Linked DNA regions of Mus musculus: regions 2 and 3 are each linked to region 1. Evidence: chromatin contacts called from public Hi-C data. All regions are on one chromosome and are shown on one strand. The core of a region is the stretch at or near the end of the contact, and the rest is flanking DNA. Distances in the headings are between cores, read along the strand shown.

The links. Hi-C and Micro-C count contacts between places; a contact is called where the count stands out from the background.
Region 2: a Hi-C map of muscle stem cells shows a contact between it and region 1, with 4 times the contacts expected there. The contact joins two enhancer-like sites. A contact is called at or near these places in 10 of 39 promoter capture datasets (the C10 cell line, cranial neural crest, embryonic stem cells and 6 more), 1 of 15 datasets of contacts at CTCF or cohesin (embryonic stem cells), 9 of 484 Hi-C or Micro-C datasets (CD8 T cells, bone marrow-derived macrophages, cortical neurons and 6 more), 16 of 115 datasets of contacts at active chromatin or transcription factors (CD8 T cells, the SCID.adh cell line, T-cell acute lymphoblastic leukemia and 10 more) and 4 of 9 other capture datasets (adipose tissue, embryonic stem cells, liver and 1 more).
Region 3: a Hi-C map of cerebral cortex shows a contact between it and region 1, with 2.4 times the contacts expected there. The contact joins two enhancer-like sites. A contact is called at or near these places in 8 of 39 promoter capture datasets (the 3T3-L1 cell line, the C10 cell line, embryonic stem cells and 3 more), 2 of 15 datasets of contacts at CTCF or cohesin (embryonic stem cells and pro-B cells), 35 of 484 Hi-C or Micro-C datasets (3T3-L1-derived adipocytes, B cells, CD4 T cells and 24 more), 20 of 115 datasets of contacts at active chromatin or transcription factors (the SCID.adh cell line, bone marrow-derived macrophages, effector CD8 T cells and 13 more) and 2 of 9 other capture datasets (adipose tissue and liver).

What each region holds. Positions count from the first base shown.
Region 1 is chr3:101,297,656-101,302,802 of GRCm38.p6, forward strand. No RefSeq gene overlaps it. Among named protein-coding and RNA genes, the nearest start is that of Gm32803, 3.6 kb to the left of the region's middle. Within about 2 kb of position 2,831, at least 80 of the 459 cell types and tissues checked have an H3K27ac peak or open chromatin away from gene starts, as enhancers often do. A contact at or near this core is called in CD8 T cells, the SCID.adh cell line, adipose tissue and 6 more, where this site is marked.
Region 2 is chr3:101,045,191-101,050,337 of GRCm38.p6, forward strand. Ptgfrn (prostaglandin F2 receptor negative regulator) reads right to left here. Exons shown (of 9, transcript NM_011197.3): 7 at 4,900-5,007; 8 at 254-559. Among named protein-coding and RNA genes, the nearest start is that of Cd101, 18 kb to the left of the region's middle. Within about 2 kb of position 2,886, at least 107 of the 459 cell types and tissues checked have an H3K27ac peak or open chromatin away from gene starts, as enhancers often do. A contact at or near this core is called in CD8 T cells, adipose tissue, cortical neurons and 2 more, where this site is marked.
Region 3 is chr3:101,094,383-101,099,529 of GRCm38.p6, forward strand. All of the region lies in intron 1 of Ptgfrn (prostaglandin F2 receptor negative regulator), which reads right to left. Among named protein-coding and RNA genes, the nearest start is that of Gm52612, 12 kb to the right of the region's middle. Within about 2 kb of position 2,914, at least 34 of the 459 cell types and tissues checked have an H3K27ac peak or open chromatin away from gene starts, as enhancers often do. A contact at or near this core is called in the SCID.adh cell line, cerebral cortex, embryonic basal ganglia and 2 more, where this site is marked.

The DNA.
Region 1 (5,147 bases), core at 1,581-4,080:
GCAGCCCTGGGTGCCACAGGACTTGCAGCTGTGTGCCCTCCAGACCTCCATTCTACCCAAACCTCAGCCAGAGCCCTGGGCATCTTTGAAAGTCTGTTCACTTCCACCTCCTGCAAAGTTAGTACTTCAGCCAAGTGGCTCCCGATCATGTGCTCACACACCTGAAACGTCAGGTCTGGACGGTGGGCACAGAGAGCAGCAACGGACGACTGGGTGGCTCTCTGAAGACATGAGAACATTCAAAGCCCTGACAAAGTCTGTGACCTGGACCTAGCCGTCCATTTCAACATTCGCTTGAAACACTTGAAAGAAGTCTCAGGGGACTTTGAAGTCATTCTCCCAATGGAAGGGTTGGAAGCTGATAGTCATCACACCCCAAGGTAGGAGGGATGCTTGGCTTCCTTGGGCCCCTGTTCTAGCAGGAGAGAAGGAACATAGGATCCGGTACAAGGAAGGGCAAAGGCTAGCACAGAACTTCCACAAGAGCTACTCAGTCTAACAAAAGCCAGCTTTATGCACTTTCTAGAATAACTTCACATCTGACACCTAGCCCATGCAAGAGAAGGACCGGGAAGAGCTGGTCTTCATTCCATCCTTGTATAGCAGAGGCCAAGGCTGGAATTCAAAGCCTGCCAAGCAAGCTCTCGGCCTCTGTTCTAGTGACCAGTGAGCTCCTAAGAAAGAAGCTCTCATCTGCCTTCCCAGGGAGAGTGTCTCTGTGGGCTGAGGGAGAGCTCAGCGGTGGAGCTTGCCCAGGAGTTTGCAAGGCCTCAAGTTTGATCTCTGGCCCCACCAAAAGAATAAATGAAAGTCTGTATCTATGTGAGCCCTTTCCCTGGGGTTTCAGGATTCCAAGTGCTGTGTGACCTAAGTTTTAGCTTTTCCTTTGTATCAAGGTTGATGGAACAGTATCTGTCTCACCTGGGATGGTGGTATCTGCTTCTCAACGCAGCTTTGGTTGAGACGTAGGGCACAAGTTTACCCCCAGCACACCAAGGGCTCTACCCAGCATTGTCTGGTATGGGCTATCTGGTATACCTCCCTCCATTCCTGCTATGATAATGGAATGGAATTACAGATTGTTATAAGCCACCATGTGGGTGCTGGGAAAAAAACCCAGGTCCTCTAAAAAGCACCCAGTGTTCCTAGTGCTCTCCCCAGCCCCTTGAGGCCCAATGTCCTCGGGGTTGCTTCTCTAGTCTTGATCCACCATGTCCGTGCCTCTTGTTTGATTTGGAGTCACACTTTCCCTGAACTCATGCTTTTTATAATCCCATGTTTTTATACAGTCTAAGAAACAAACATCTGGCTTCTACTGGATTCGTGTGTGTGTGTGTGTGTGTGTGTGCGTGTGTGTGTGTGTGTGTGTGTGCTCGTGCATGCACACACGTGTACACACAGGGTAGGTGGGGGTTGTTTTAAATGCACATGTGCAAGCCAGAGAACTCTTAGGAATCCATCCTCCGGAAAGCCATCTACCTACTTTAAAACAAAGTCTCTACGTTACCCGGAGCTCCTTAAGTAAGTTAGTCTGCTGGCCAGCCAGACTCAGGCCTCCCCTCCCCTCCCTGGAGCAGGACATTAAGTGCACATTAACAACCAGTGTTTCCACCCAGGTTCTGAGGACCAAACTCAGGTCTTTATACTTACAGGGCAAGAGTTTTACCAAACGAGCCGCCCTGCCCCTGTCATTCCACCATTTGAGTTGCGCTTTCCCATCTGTTTTCTCTCGTCTACCCATTACACACCCGTTATCAGATAATGCAGGTGGCTTCTGTTCTCAGCTCTTTCAAAATCCTCTTAAGAAGGGAAAGCCAGGGAACCCCTGAGTCTCTCTGCACCCCTGGGAGCCCCACCTTGCATCCACCCTGTCTCTAGGAGGGCTCTAAGTTCTCCTTTCTGTGAAATTCCCCCAAGTCTTACAGAAATCCTGTAACGACAAGTGAATAAATTAGCAAACAAATAAGACAGCCTGGATAAAAGTCGGAGGATTCCACCACTCAATATAAAATAAGACCACAGAAATGAAGGCATACTGAGACCAAGGCTGAGTGCTGAGGTTTGTTTTTCTCTCAAGAGAGACCAGGCTGTTACCAATGGTTAAGGCATCGGAGCCAAGGGGCAAGGGACCATGACCTCTAGCTGAGCCTCAGCTCAGTACAGCAGATTTATGACTGTGGGCACAGACACAACCTTTTTCCCCATTACAAAGATGCATTCTGTGGGGTGGCTAAAAGTCCACAAAACCGTTTCATCGTTTATGGTTACGAAGCAGCATAAGCTACTCCTTAATAGATTATCCTGATTTCCCAAACAAACACCAGAAAAATGGGACTTAGGTCTATTGTAGATCCTAGTTTGGAATCAGTAGGGAGCCCCAATAGTATTTGACATTGTGACCTCATGTAGAAGCCACTTGTGCATCTCTGAGCCTCATCAAAAAGAACTAGCAATACAGAAAGTCCCCGGATAAGGGGTCCAATCCTAAAACTACCACCACCGAGAGCTGTCATCTGTCCCTCTCCATGGTCATGGGGCAGTATCCTGTGCCAGCTCCTGCCAAGTGTGTATTAGTAAGTTCTGAACTGTGTTAGCAGCTTCGTGGTTTTCTGTAGCCTTTTGCAGCCTAGAAAACAGTTTCCAGCAAGAAGCCCCTGCTGTTCGATCCATTACGTGTGAAAACAGATAAGCCTGCGCATGTCCGCTGGGGGCTGGCAAGGGGAGGGAACTTAAACAAGAGCTAATTTGGCCTGTGGGGACTAGCTGAGGAAGGGCAAGCTGCTCTGGCTGGGAGCGAGGGGCTGGCAGAGGAGTCTGCCGCATACCGTGGCCACTTAAGGCTGGAGCACATGAAGGTCTGTTGTCCGCGGTTTGAAGAACGTTCTGCAAAGGGCTGGTTTACAGAAGGGGAAATTTTGATCTCACAGCACAGATCCGGTTTCCTGAGAACCATCTGCTTGTTTTTCTCCTTCCCAAAGAGCCCACAATCTCTTGTGGGAAAAATTCAGAATGTTATTGGCTTTCCGAGGAGAGGGGATTGGAAATGCCAGATAAATAGAGACTGCAAGCGACAGGGTTTCATTGTGTTCCCCTCGGGCTGTTGGGGAGAGCCACATGGTGAAGCCGTGAGACTGTGGATAGAAATGCAGAAACAGAACTGTGGGCTGGGGACAAAGCAACAGGGGCTCTGCTGTTTAGCCAGACCACACTCACGTTCCCTGTCACGTGAGGGGCAGGCAGCATGGACCGCGTGTGTCTTGCAAAACTACATGAGGATCCAAGGAGAACAGGGATATATAAGAATCTTGGGACTCAGCCGGGCAGGTGCACTCGCGTCTGCTATGGAGATGTCACTTAAACCCAGCCAAAGCTAAGCTGTTCATCTGCCCACGTTTAAAGCAAATCTTAACTGAATTCTGTACTGGAATGCTTTTGTCTGCCTGTGGCAGGAACCCAGTTTAAAATGCCTCACTCAAACTAAGGACAAGAGCCTTTAATTCACCCAACCAATCAATTGATGGTGCTTTACTGAGAGCCTGCCTGGTGCCAGGAGGTGTTCTAGAAGTTTCTATATTCATTAGCAAAGAAGACGAGCCCACACGTTCTAAGGGTGCTGATGAGTGGGTATAGCCACACAGATGTAAATATGAGTCTGTCAGGTAATGGTAAGGTGTTCTAGAGAGACGAAGCAAAGCCAAGGGTTGGAGTGGCAAGAGGGTTCCATGTTAGGCAGACATGGTCTCAATGGCTCACCTGAAGCCTATGTGGCAAATGGGAGCCAGCCATACTGCCACTTGTGGGAGACCATGGCTGAGAGACAGAATGGCATGTGCAAAGGTCCTGAGGCAGGAGCTAAGAGGCCAGTGGGGATGGAGCGAGCTGACAGGATGCAGAATTAGGAGAGTTGCTCAGAGGGGAGCAGCCAGGTGCTGAGGATTGGGGTACTGCTCTTGCAGTGTCTTTAGGGTTCTGAGGAGAGTAGCTGTCTCCTGTGACTTCAGGTTTTCAAGCCTGACTTGGCAGAGGCAGAGAGACCCCTATGCAGGTTACTATGGGGTTTGAGTGGGAGGATTAGGAGGGTGAGGTCAGATGTAGGGAGAGCTTGGGGTCAGAGGTGGTGCTGGCCTGATTAGCCTGTGGATGAGATGCAGGGGTGGGGCTCAAGCATGACATGAGTGGAGGCGGTAAGATCAAAGCTCTGTTCTCCCGTGTCTATTGGTATTCTACTCTGACTTCATTTTCAGCTCTTCACATATGGTGCTAAAGATGTCTACTGTCAGCTCAGACCTGTCTGGAAGTTCTCTCAGAAGACTAATGCGACCTGAAGTTCCTGGGGAGGGTAGAGTGGGGCAGCCACACCTGTGTAACGGATTCTATATGGCTGATAAATTGACTAGAAGCCCGAGATTGTGGTGAGTTGCAATGTTACAGATCCAGGACTAATTTATATTGGGCTATCTTCAGTCCATTTAATAGTTATTCAGTGCTCACCTCTGGCCTCACATCCTTCGACTATTGGTGACACAGGTTGGAATGAATTAATAGTTTGCTAGCATATACCAGCCCAAAAGATAAGAATGACCTCAGACAACATCTGAAACCTAGAACAGAGACGTACTTGTTTTGTTAGAATATGCCTTGAACTTCCACCAGTGTGTTCAACATTGACCTATGGCTTGTTGTTGTTGTTGTTGTTTTTTTGGTAACTATGAAACCATTTCCATTCATTAGAACACACTGTCCAAGACTGTCTGATTGAATCCATGTCCCAAGGCCATGGTCACCAATATTAGATATTAGACTGGCAAATTATCTTTTATTCCTTCTGAGGTGAGAGCTGTTTTATGTTTACAAAATAGAAGCTTTTTGTTCTAGATGTCCGCAATAATGCCCTCTTGAGTGGGGTTGGCCCGAATCTGTCACATGCTCACCCTGGCCCAAGGAGGATAGTTTGAGGATAGAACCCTGCTGACTATATTCTGTCTGATCCTCACCTGTGGTTCCTAGATTACAGACAAAGTCAGCTTCCCTAAGGCTAGGTGACAGGGGTGGCGAGTGGGTTTGGCGGGTGGGAGGGAGGCAGAGATAATGAGGAGAGAAACCAGAGGTGTCAATCGAGGGAGGAGGATGAATGGCCACCCCATGCT
Region 2 (5,147 bases), core at 1,636-4,135, 250 kb before region 1:
CTCAGAAGCCATGTCCACCTTAGGATATGGGGAAGTGGGCTTCCACTGAATCACAGAGGAGCCAAGGCTCCTAAAAGTCCTTCCCCAGTGGTGTTACCAGGCCAGGACTGCAAAGGCAGCAACTTGCAAAACCGCTTTGGCCTGAGCCAGGCCCTAGAGGAAACACAAGGTGGACCAAACTCTAGAAGCCTGAATGTATGTGCTGCAGTACAACTCGGGAAGATACTTAGATACCCAGAGCGGGAGAGCTCACCGTCCATCTTCACAGTTATAAAGATGGGCCTGGAGTGGATCTCGGCTTCCCTCTGCCAGGAACCTGTCGGTGACCTCACCCAGGGAGTCACAGAACAGTAGTAGTTGCCAAAGTCCTGGTCCTCAGAGCCATGCACTTGCAGCAAGAATTCCAGCACGCTCACTCGCTCCAGGCTGACAGTACTCTTCCAGTCCCTCTGGCCTGTCGTCACGACTCCCTTCCGGTCCAAGGAGGAGAGGAGGACGGGAGCCTTGTCCAAGCCAAAAGAGTGTACCGCAAACCAGGATACATCGAAGGCCATGTCATCTGTGGATTACGGAGCCAAATGCTGAGGTCAGAGTGTGAGCAGAAACGATGTACACGCTCCTGTGTGTGCAACCCTTACACGCTCCTGGCCAGGTCTGTTCTGTACGAACCTCCAAGCAGCCTGTGATGATATCACAGCCTCCCCTGTGCCAAGGTCACACAGCTACAGATAGTAGTGTGTCTAGCCTGACCACTCCCACCCTAAAGAACCACAGAAAGAAGATCTGGGGCCACAGACAGCCCTGTGTGTGAAGGCTGGGCATGGCGTGCAGGGTCCCCGAGCACTTCACGCAGAAGAACCAAAGACCGCACATAAAATAAATTGTACCAGATTTGAAGTTGTAGACAGCTTGGATTTTATTGTTCACTGTGGTTTGTGCTGTTTTATTTTTTTCTTCCCCCTTGTAGAAGTATTTAAGTTCAAAATAAGAGGGGTAAAAAAAAAGAAAATCAAGCTGAGAAAACTGAACACAGTTAATAGTCCCAGAGAGTAAAGCTAGTGGATCATGAAGTTCTCTGTGAAACTGAGGTTCTAACAGCCTCAAATAAACGACAACGGGCAGAAGAGAAAGAGGATGGTACAGGATTAATTTACACAATGTGGAAACTGAGGCCACATGCTAAACCCAGACCCTCATCCCCACCCTGACTGGACCAACCCAAGCCAGCTACTGAGCTTCAGGTTTCATCCAGAAGGCATGTGGGGACTGTGGACCAGAAACACAGTCACATCTTAAACCTGCTTGGCAAAATTCCTTTTTCAAAAAAAACACCGAGGACTGAACCCAGTGCCGTGCTGGGCAAGTGTTCTATTGGAGCTACAACCCTGGCCCGGGACCTTTTATATGTCAGCTTTTGCTGGACAACAAAAAAACAATAGTTATTCATTCAGGCAAAGTACATTAATAACTTCAAAAACACATTCTAAGGCAAACAGATGTCATCCAGACCCATGTAAGACAGAAGGGAGCTCAACTCAAAGTGGGCATTTCCAAACAGGTCCCAATGATAACTCCACTACTAAAGCAGATCCCCTCTCTCCTCCACCTGCCCCAGGGGCCCCTCAGCATAAACAATTCTCAGCAGGTAAGTCTCTGAGACCAGCTTGGTGGGAATGCAGAAGGTGCTGTGGACTGCCTATTCCCCCTCAGTGCCAGGGCGGAGTGGGCTCTGCTACCCAGGGAAACTCAGGGAGTCTAGAGTGGCTACCAATGATAAAGCATAGAGGTGCTGCCATTACGTCATTCTCTTGTGCATCATAGGATGCTAAGGTGGCTAGCCTGGGCCAGAATCCCAGTACCTACTGGCCACATGACCTGAACAAGCCATGTTAGTTTATTGCACAATGCAAATTAACAGGGCTCTGGAGAGATAGCTCAGTGGTTAAGAGCATTCACTGCTCTTCACAGAACCTGGGTTCAGTTCTCAGCACTCATGTCAGGTAGCTCACAACTGCTTATAGCTCCAATTCCAAGGGATCTCTTATCCTCTTCTGGCCTCCACAGTCAGACAGACAGACAGACAGACAGACAGACAGACAGACAGACAGACAGTGTACAGACACACATAGACAAACACACATACACTTTAAAAACTTAAAAAAAAAAAATCCAACTAACAGCGTGGGCGAACACTGACTGCCAAGAACCACTCCCAGCCCACGTGTTTCTGTATGTGGCTCCTGGAAGCCCGGCCCGGGGGACAGGCAGGAAGGTTTTGTCCTGTGTGAAGGGGCAGTGCTAATAACCAGAGACCCTGCAGGCCTCCCCAGCATCTGGGTGCAAAGTACTGGGTAGCCATTACATTGGGGTGGGTGCCTGGCTCCTTTAGGACTTCTGTTCAAAGGTTCATGTGGCTACAAGCTCAGCATGGACATGTTTCCCCGAGAAGGACCCAGTGGGAACTAGTGATAATAAAAGCGATAGTGATAAAGCTACACACCACCATCTCCACACGTGGCTGACAGGTAGATGCCGCTAGAAGGAAGTGTGGGAGGTACTTGTCAAGGATATGGGCCCCTCCTGTGGGCATCTGCTGTACTGAGTCACCCATCTCACCACATACCCTGGTTAGGTACTAGACGCTGATGTGTTCCGACTGGACCATTTCCAGAACACGGAAGTCACCTCACCTGGGTGAAATGCCTCACAGAGGCTACGGAACACCCTTAACGCTCAGCCACTCCGCCTCTGAGCAATGGCTGAGCAGCAAGGACAGGAAAGTCCAGCTCCTTAGCTGCCCTCGGCACCAAGTACTCCGAGCATAGTGACTGGGCCCCATTCTCTTGCACCCCCACAGCACACTCTGGAGACCCCCCTCCCCCCCATGACTCACACTGCCTCTGCTCTGCTTCAGACCATGGTGCCACCCACGCTTGGCCGCTCCCACCCTGCTGTGACACAACAGTGCCTTGGCTCTCAGCCCACTTATGCAACTTTCCCACTGAGAATTCCCTCTCAGAGCCATGGGATGAATGAAAAGAGAAAAAAAAAAAAAGAAAGAAAAAAGAAAAAGAAAGAAATTACGATTTGTGTTTAATTATTCAGAATCTTCCACCCACACAGAGCAAGAGTGCAAAGTTCTGGAAAATTGTGATTTGCAAGATACCAGCTACCTATAGCTTTTGCAATTACATCAGAGAAAAGAGGTTTACATGAAAGGCACAACTGGCGACCTATTAATTTGCTGAGAAAGAGCATTTGGAGGGTTTAATATCTGTATATCACAAATGAGCTTTCAAACAGCACTGCACTATGCAAACTTTTAAGGAGTTTTTGCTTGCCTTTCCCTGGCAGTCTTTCCTGCCTTTTCCTTCATTTCTACGTTCAAAGGTACCTTTGTGCCTCTGCGCCTCGCAGCTTTGGTACAGCAGCAGTTGCTCTCTTCAGAGCCCGACTTTACATGACGTCTCATGCCTCACATGCTGTACAGAAGCCCTAAAGGAACCAGGGAGCCACTCCCATCATAATGGCTACCCCGTAGTTTACCCCCAGATGCCGGTGAGGTCTGCAGGGTCCCCCATCTTTGGTTATTAGCACTGTCCCTTCATACAGAACAACCTGCTGCCTGCTTCTGGGGCCATGCTTCCAGAGGTCTACACACAGAAACACATGAGAACTCACAGAATTTGGCTAGCTTTGTGTATGACTTTGCTAGGAATGGGGTGGGGTTGGGCAGTGTCAGGGTCACAGTGGGTGGTGGAAGGGAGAAGGGCAGGCCTCAGCAAGCTAGGCTCTTCACAGAATCGTTGGGGAAAGGCAAAGGTGGGTAAAGTCCTGCTCAGCAACAGGGACAACACCCTAAGGCCTTTAAGACCAGAGGAGCCAATAAGAGAGGGATGTCATCTTGCTTAAGGCACCAAGCAGAGAATGCATGAGGGATGGGCCCAGGATTCTGAGGCATCTGTTGGCAAGGCTAATCTTTTCGGTAAAGAGAAGATTCACAGAACTGGGGACATGGCTTGGGACAGGCCGGGTGTGCACAAGGTTCCCTCTTCAGTAGAATGGGAAAGGCTTTACAAAGATATCCTAAAAGTTATAAATGACATCACTTCTGTATTCCGCCTCGGGTGCAAGCTCTCGGGGGTAGATCTTGAGCACGTCCGTAGCTCTATCCCCAACATCTTTAACTGCTCTGTCTGTGTACCGAAGGGATGAATGACACGGAGCAGGAAGAGGGATCTGTGAGTGGGTTTCTAACCAGGCCACAACAAGCCAGGAAGAGATCTACTGACCGACCGTCCTGAAAAGTGTTTCAAATCTCCCAGCAGATACACAGCCTCACAGAGCCAAGCCAGCAATGAGTCAGGGAAAGTGATGGGCTGGCTAGTCTTTTGTCAGCGGGACACAAGCTACAGTTATCTGAAAGGAGGGCACCTCAGTTGAGAACATGCCTCCAGAAGATCAGGCTGTAAGGCATGTCCTTAAATTAGTGACTGATGGGAGAGGGCCCAGCCCATTGCGGCTGTTGCCATTCCTGTTTATAGAACCCAGGATGGCTTCTACAAGAAAGCAGGCTGAGCAAGCCATAGGGAACAAGCCAGTAAGCAGGGATACTCCATGACCTTTGTCTCAGCTCTGCATCCAGGTTCCTGCCCTGTTTTGAGTTCCTGTCCTGACTTCCTTCAATGATGAGCTACAATGTAGATGTGAAGCCAAATAAACCCTTTCCTAGCCAATTTGCTTTTGGGTCACAGTACTCCATTGAAGTAACAGAAACCTTGACTAAGACAAGTGAAGATCAACAGACAGTTCAAACTCCAAGTGGCAGTGACAGACGACAGGAGGAACGTTTACAGAAGGCAACGGGGGTGGGGAAGGAGGAAGGATGGAGGGAGGTACCTGGGTCCAGCACAGCTCCTTCCACAGTGACGATACAGAACAATTTGATGAGATCTCCCCGGGTGACGGATGGTGTGTCTGAATGCACAGAGGCGTTAAATGTGGGACCTGGAAGACAGTAATGTGTAAGATGCATAATCTTCTTTCACACAAGCTCAAAATTCATTCCTAAAGCTCCAAGAGCATCTAAATGTGGCTCTCTTTTCTGGGAATCGGTCTACAAAAAAACAAAAAACAAAAAACCATGA
Region 3 (5,147 bases), core at 1,664-4,163, 200 kb before region 1:
TGATCATAATGTAAATATCTGATATGTGGGATATTTGATACAAAACCCCCAAAGGGATCGAGACCCACAGGTTAAGAACAGCCAGTGAGGTCCAGACAGGTTGAAATATCCACCAGGTAGCTGAAGGGATGGTGTAACTAACAGGTCACAGGGTGAAGAAGGGTGGTCCAGAGAGTGAAACCTGATTCTCTCAATAGATAGTTCTTGTGTGATAGTTCCCAGGCCTGCAGTCCTCTGTAGCCATTTATATCCAGAAATCCCTTAGCCTTCACACGAGGTTCCTTGGGTCACAAGGGAGAAAGGAGGCTTGAATCCACCTGAGTGAGAACTAACGGGTTCTTTCCAGCCAATGCTTTCTCTGCCTCGACTAACCATTACCTCCTGCATCACAGACAATGATGGCACGGAGGACTGTCAGAGATGGAGAGCCTCTACCACCAAGGAACAGACTCTCAGGTCACAACGAACACACACACTAGACCGTTAGCTAACTGAACTCAACCTGACAGTGTGCTTCCAGTTCTGGGGCCTCTGAGAGACTGTGGCAGGCTGAAGCCATAAATCTTTAATGCTGCATTGTGAAACTGTGGGGCTTAGAGTGTGTCAACTTAGCTAAGCACAGACTACTCTCCCGAATCATCCTCCCCCTGTAACTCTGGGCTAGTGTTGGACAGGACAGAACTTCACCTAAGATTTGGGAGGTAGGGGGAAGCCAAGGGCCTTCTGCTCTGGTGGTCCTCAAGTTTAAGGCATGGGGAGACAGAGCAGAAGAGCCCTTGAGCTCAGCTTGTCTTTGCTCTTTGTCTCCTGTCTCTTGCCAGATGTTGCTCTTATGGATTCCATGACGCCACCCCCACCCGCCAAGACCACTGGGTACTTGGATGCCAGCACAGAAGTAAACAATAAGGTAGATATCCTTCAGATCCCCAAAACAGTCTCTGGAGACTCCAACTGCTTGCCCACCCACCCAAGCACAGGAGGGCCAATCAGTGACTGGCTCCTGACCAACTGATTCCCCTTTCAACCTCACTTCTTCGGCTCTTATGGTAGTTGTGTGAAACCTAACTCCTATCCCATAATATTCATAGTAGCTCCACCTCCCTACTGGAACTTAACCTAACAGAGCAAACCAAGTGCTGAATCTATGCCCTTAAGGACTTGGTACCAACCAGAAGAGCCACTGGATGGTTACAGCACTGCTCTCTGCAGTCTGGAAACTATGCTCACACGATTCAGTACTCACCCAGGAGAGGATTAAATAAGGAAACTGAGGTCCAAAAATGACATATGACCAAATGATAATTTTCTTTTTTTAAGGAGATGCAAAAAAACAAACAAACAAACAAACAAACAAACAAAAAAACCCACCTTGAGGCAAGCTGTACCGTTGACTAGACAGAATAACCCAATAAACACAAGATGATTTAAAATGTCTCTCTGACCATGGACCACAGACAAGGCTGAGGCACCAGCTATTCATCCACAAGGATTACTTGAGCACATTCTATAAAATGAACAGCTGCTGGAGACCAGGCACTGCCTAGCATCCCTCGCCACTCAGCCATGCTCAATCCTCTCCACCTACAAACTGGCCAGCACTGCCTGCCAAGTTCTGTGTGAACACCTGCTTCTCTCTGAGCCACACATCTAAAGAGAAAAGAGGCTAGCATCAGGCTTAAACTTGCAAAGGGACAAAGATGCCTGAGCCGAACCCAGGGTAACACTCCCTGACTCCCTACATGGTTAGATTCTGTATTACTGTTTCTTAAACCAGTCTTTCGTCTTCCTCTGACTCATGCATCCCTCCTCCAGCAGGACCTAGAACCTGTTCTTGAAGTTCAAAGGTACTGGGGGTGGAGTGGAGTCTGTCCCAGCTTCCCGGATAAGGCTCAGTAAAGAGCAGAGTGTGAGCCTTTGTCATTCAAGGAATCAGATGGGAAGATTCTGAGTTTGTGTGGCTTTTAAAGAAAAGATGGCCATTAATAAGACAGGAATGAAACTGCCTTGCATTCAGAAACTCTTTGTGTAGACTCACTGTGTGTAGAGTCATAGGAATTGTCAGGCCCCCTACTGGCCTATAAACAGGCATTGGTACAGCACAGATGGGGGAGGGGGTGGTCCTGCTACCAGAAAAACATCAAGTAATTAAAGGAACCTAAAGCATTTCGGGGAAAGTCTCAGCCTGAAAAACAAACAAAAACAATTGTGTTCAACTCTATCACATGGCATGAGAGACTTAATCAGATGACATTTTCCCAAGACTCAGCCTTTTCCATGTAAAGACTCTACATGTAGCCAGGCATGCCCCACCTTTTTATATAGAATGACCTCAATGAAGTCCAATCTGGGAACCATGTGATCAAGTTACTTAAAACAAAGAAACAAACAAATAGTATGCTTTAAGTTTATGGCTTTGTGTTGGACAACGTGTATGGCATGTGTGGCTCTTCTCAAAGGCTTGCAACACACCCTCTCCCTTACTCGTCATCCTGCACTCCAGCTGCAAGCTTTCTTTATTCATTCAAAGCCAACTTCCAGGAAAGGGGGGGGGGGTGGCGGGGGCACACACCTGTAATACCAGCACTTGAGATAAAAAAAAAAAAAAGGATCTTAAATGTGAGGCCAGATTAGGATTTATCATGTGCTTTCAATACCAGCCTGGTTTCCATAGGGAGACCTTGTCTCAAGAAAAAAAAAAAAAAAAAAAAAAAAAAAACAGAAAATAAAACAAACAGCCAACAAGCTCTTATAAACCAGTGTATTTCTTTGCCTGCATTCTTCCATCTGCTTGGAAAACCCACCCCCTCTCAGCCAGACAAAACCTACTGAATTTCAGGACCTAATGAGCTTAAATGAGTCCACACTGCTGAAACAGCGCCCACCCAGACAGTGTTCCTCCGGTGCCTACATAGGGCCAGCCCACCCATGAGCATTCTGGGCTGTCAGTCTCCCTCACTGGATGTGAGACTAGAGGGACAGATGGCTTCCTGCACACCAAATCCCCAGCCCAGCTTGATGACGTGGTACCTGTGGCCACTTCTCACTCCGTGAGGTCCTAGAATCTCAAAGGCATCATAAACCTTTGGCTCCTCACCCTGGTGGGTTAACGGGTACTTAATCCCATTAATTTTAGAAACAGTCCCTCACTGAGACATTTTCAACCAAGCTCTTGGCCGAGCTCCTCACAGAAAGTGAAGGGCACCTGTCTGCAGCAAGTGTGGCACCTGGCAAAGTCAACGAGATGAGCTGCAAGCAGCACAGCAAGTGACACCTGGCCAGTCTCCATATTCTCAACCCAGCTCCCAAGATGTCACAGTACTCCACTTTGCGGTAGTAACAACCAGGTACCCAAGTGCTTCAGCGCCTTAATGAAAGGCTCTCTCTTAGACATGCCACTAAAGCCTTTAGAAAGGCATGCACAGAGCCAGGGGTGACCCTGGCAGTGACACCAAAGAGCAAAGCAGCACACCTGCCTTCTTAGCCTTTCTGCCGAAGCTCCTCTGTCTGAAGTAGCAGAATGCTCTCCAACTTCCGTGAACTCTCCTAAACTTTCAGCCTTTAACAATCGCTGGGCATGGCTCCGATGCCAACTCTCTCTCCACTGATGTCAAACCTGTCAGCTATGGAATCAAGGGACCGTGTCTATGTCCTTATGTGCCCCAGGTTCTAGAATAATGACTGGCACAGGGTAGATAATAAATAATGGCTTGAGTGAGGCAGACAGTGAGACGTGGCATGGGCTTCAGGCAGCAGCTTCACTGTCCTACCCTGAGACGTGGCTCAGAGCTGGCTGCCTGCTACAACAGTGATGACAAGCAGACGGTCTGTGGTTGGGACCAACCCAGCCACAAGGTGCTGGAAACAAGCACTGGTGTGAAGGAAGTCTGTTCTCTTCACTGTGAACACTAGGAGGAGTCTTGGAAGTGGAGTGGGGGTAGCAGATGCTGTTGTACGATGGGAGAGGCTATGCCAACCCCACAAAGAGAGGAAGGGGTGGGGACAGTAAAGGGACAATACATACTGAGAATCTATGAGGGGTGTGTCTTACATGCAAGCTGCCAAGAGATGAACAGAGGCATTCCACAGGAAGGATGGAGACTTTCTTACCGTGTGTATATGCATGTGTGTGCATATGTGTGGTGTGTGTGCATGTGTGTATGAATGTGTGTGCATGTGTGTGGTGTGTGTGCATGTGTGTGTGAATGTGTGTGCATATGTGTGGTGTGTGTGCATATGTGTGGTGTGTGTGCATGTGTGTGTGAATGTGTGTGCATATGTGTGGTGTGTGTGCATGTGTGTGTGCATGTGTGTGCATTGTGTGATGTGTGTGCATGTGTGTGAACATATGTGTGTGCATTGTGTGGTATGTGTTTGTGTGCATGTGTGTGGTATGTATGCATGTGTGGTGTGTGCATGTGTGGTGTATGTACATGTATGCATTGTATGTACATCTGTATATGTGTGTATGATCGCCATATAAACACTATATAATACGCACATATCCCACAGATGCTTTCTAAGCATGTACGTAAATCCAACCATACAAAGACTCACGCTGCTGCACACTGAGATGAACAAAAACCCTCCCTGCCTCTGTGACCCTCCAGGGGTGCCTGAAGAGAAGAACTTCCCCATTACTGATGTACCAAGTACTTTCTGGGACTCATACTGATATTTCAGATAAACCTGTTTGTGGGAATAAATGGTTATTAAAGTGGGACTCCAATGAATAAGCTACATGACTACGTAAACCTTGTTTCCGCAGAAAGCCTGCTAACATCCCATCCTTCCTCTAAAACTTACCTGTGCCTCTTCTCCGGGTGACAGTCCTTTGAAGAAACACTGTGTTAAACGACCTAAGGGGAACATCAGGAATTGTTTGGTGAGCTGTTTTCCTTGTAAGAAACAACCAAAAATAGGCGTATGGCCTGACTTATCACCTTCATTTAACAGCCTTGCTTCCTGGAAGTCCCAGAAGGCTTCATGTGCCGTGTGTGCATGTGGCTAGGGCTGCTCTGTGGGCACTGAAGCTGCTGCCAACACCTTTCAGGGTGACTTTGCAACAGTCTTCCTCTCCACCCACTCCCTGCCCAGAATTTAATATCCACAGCCCCTGAGGAGTCTTACTTTCCTAGCTTAAGTCAGCT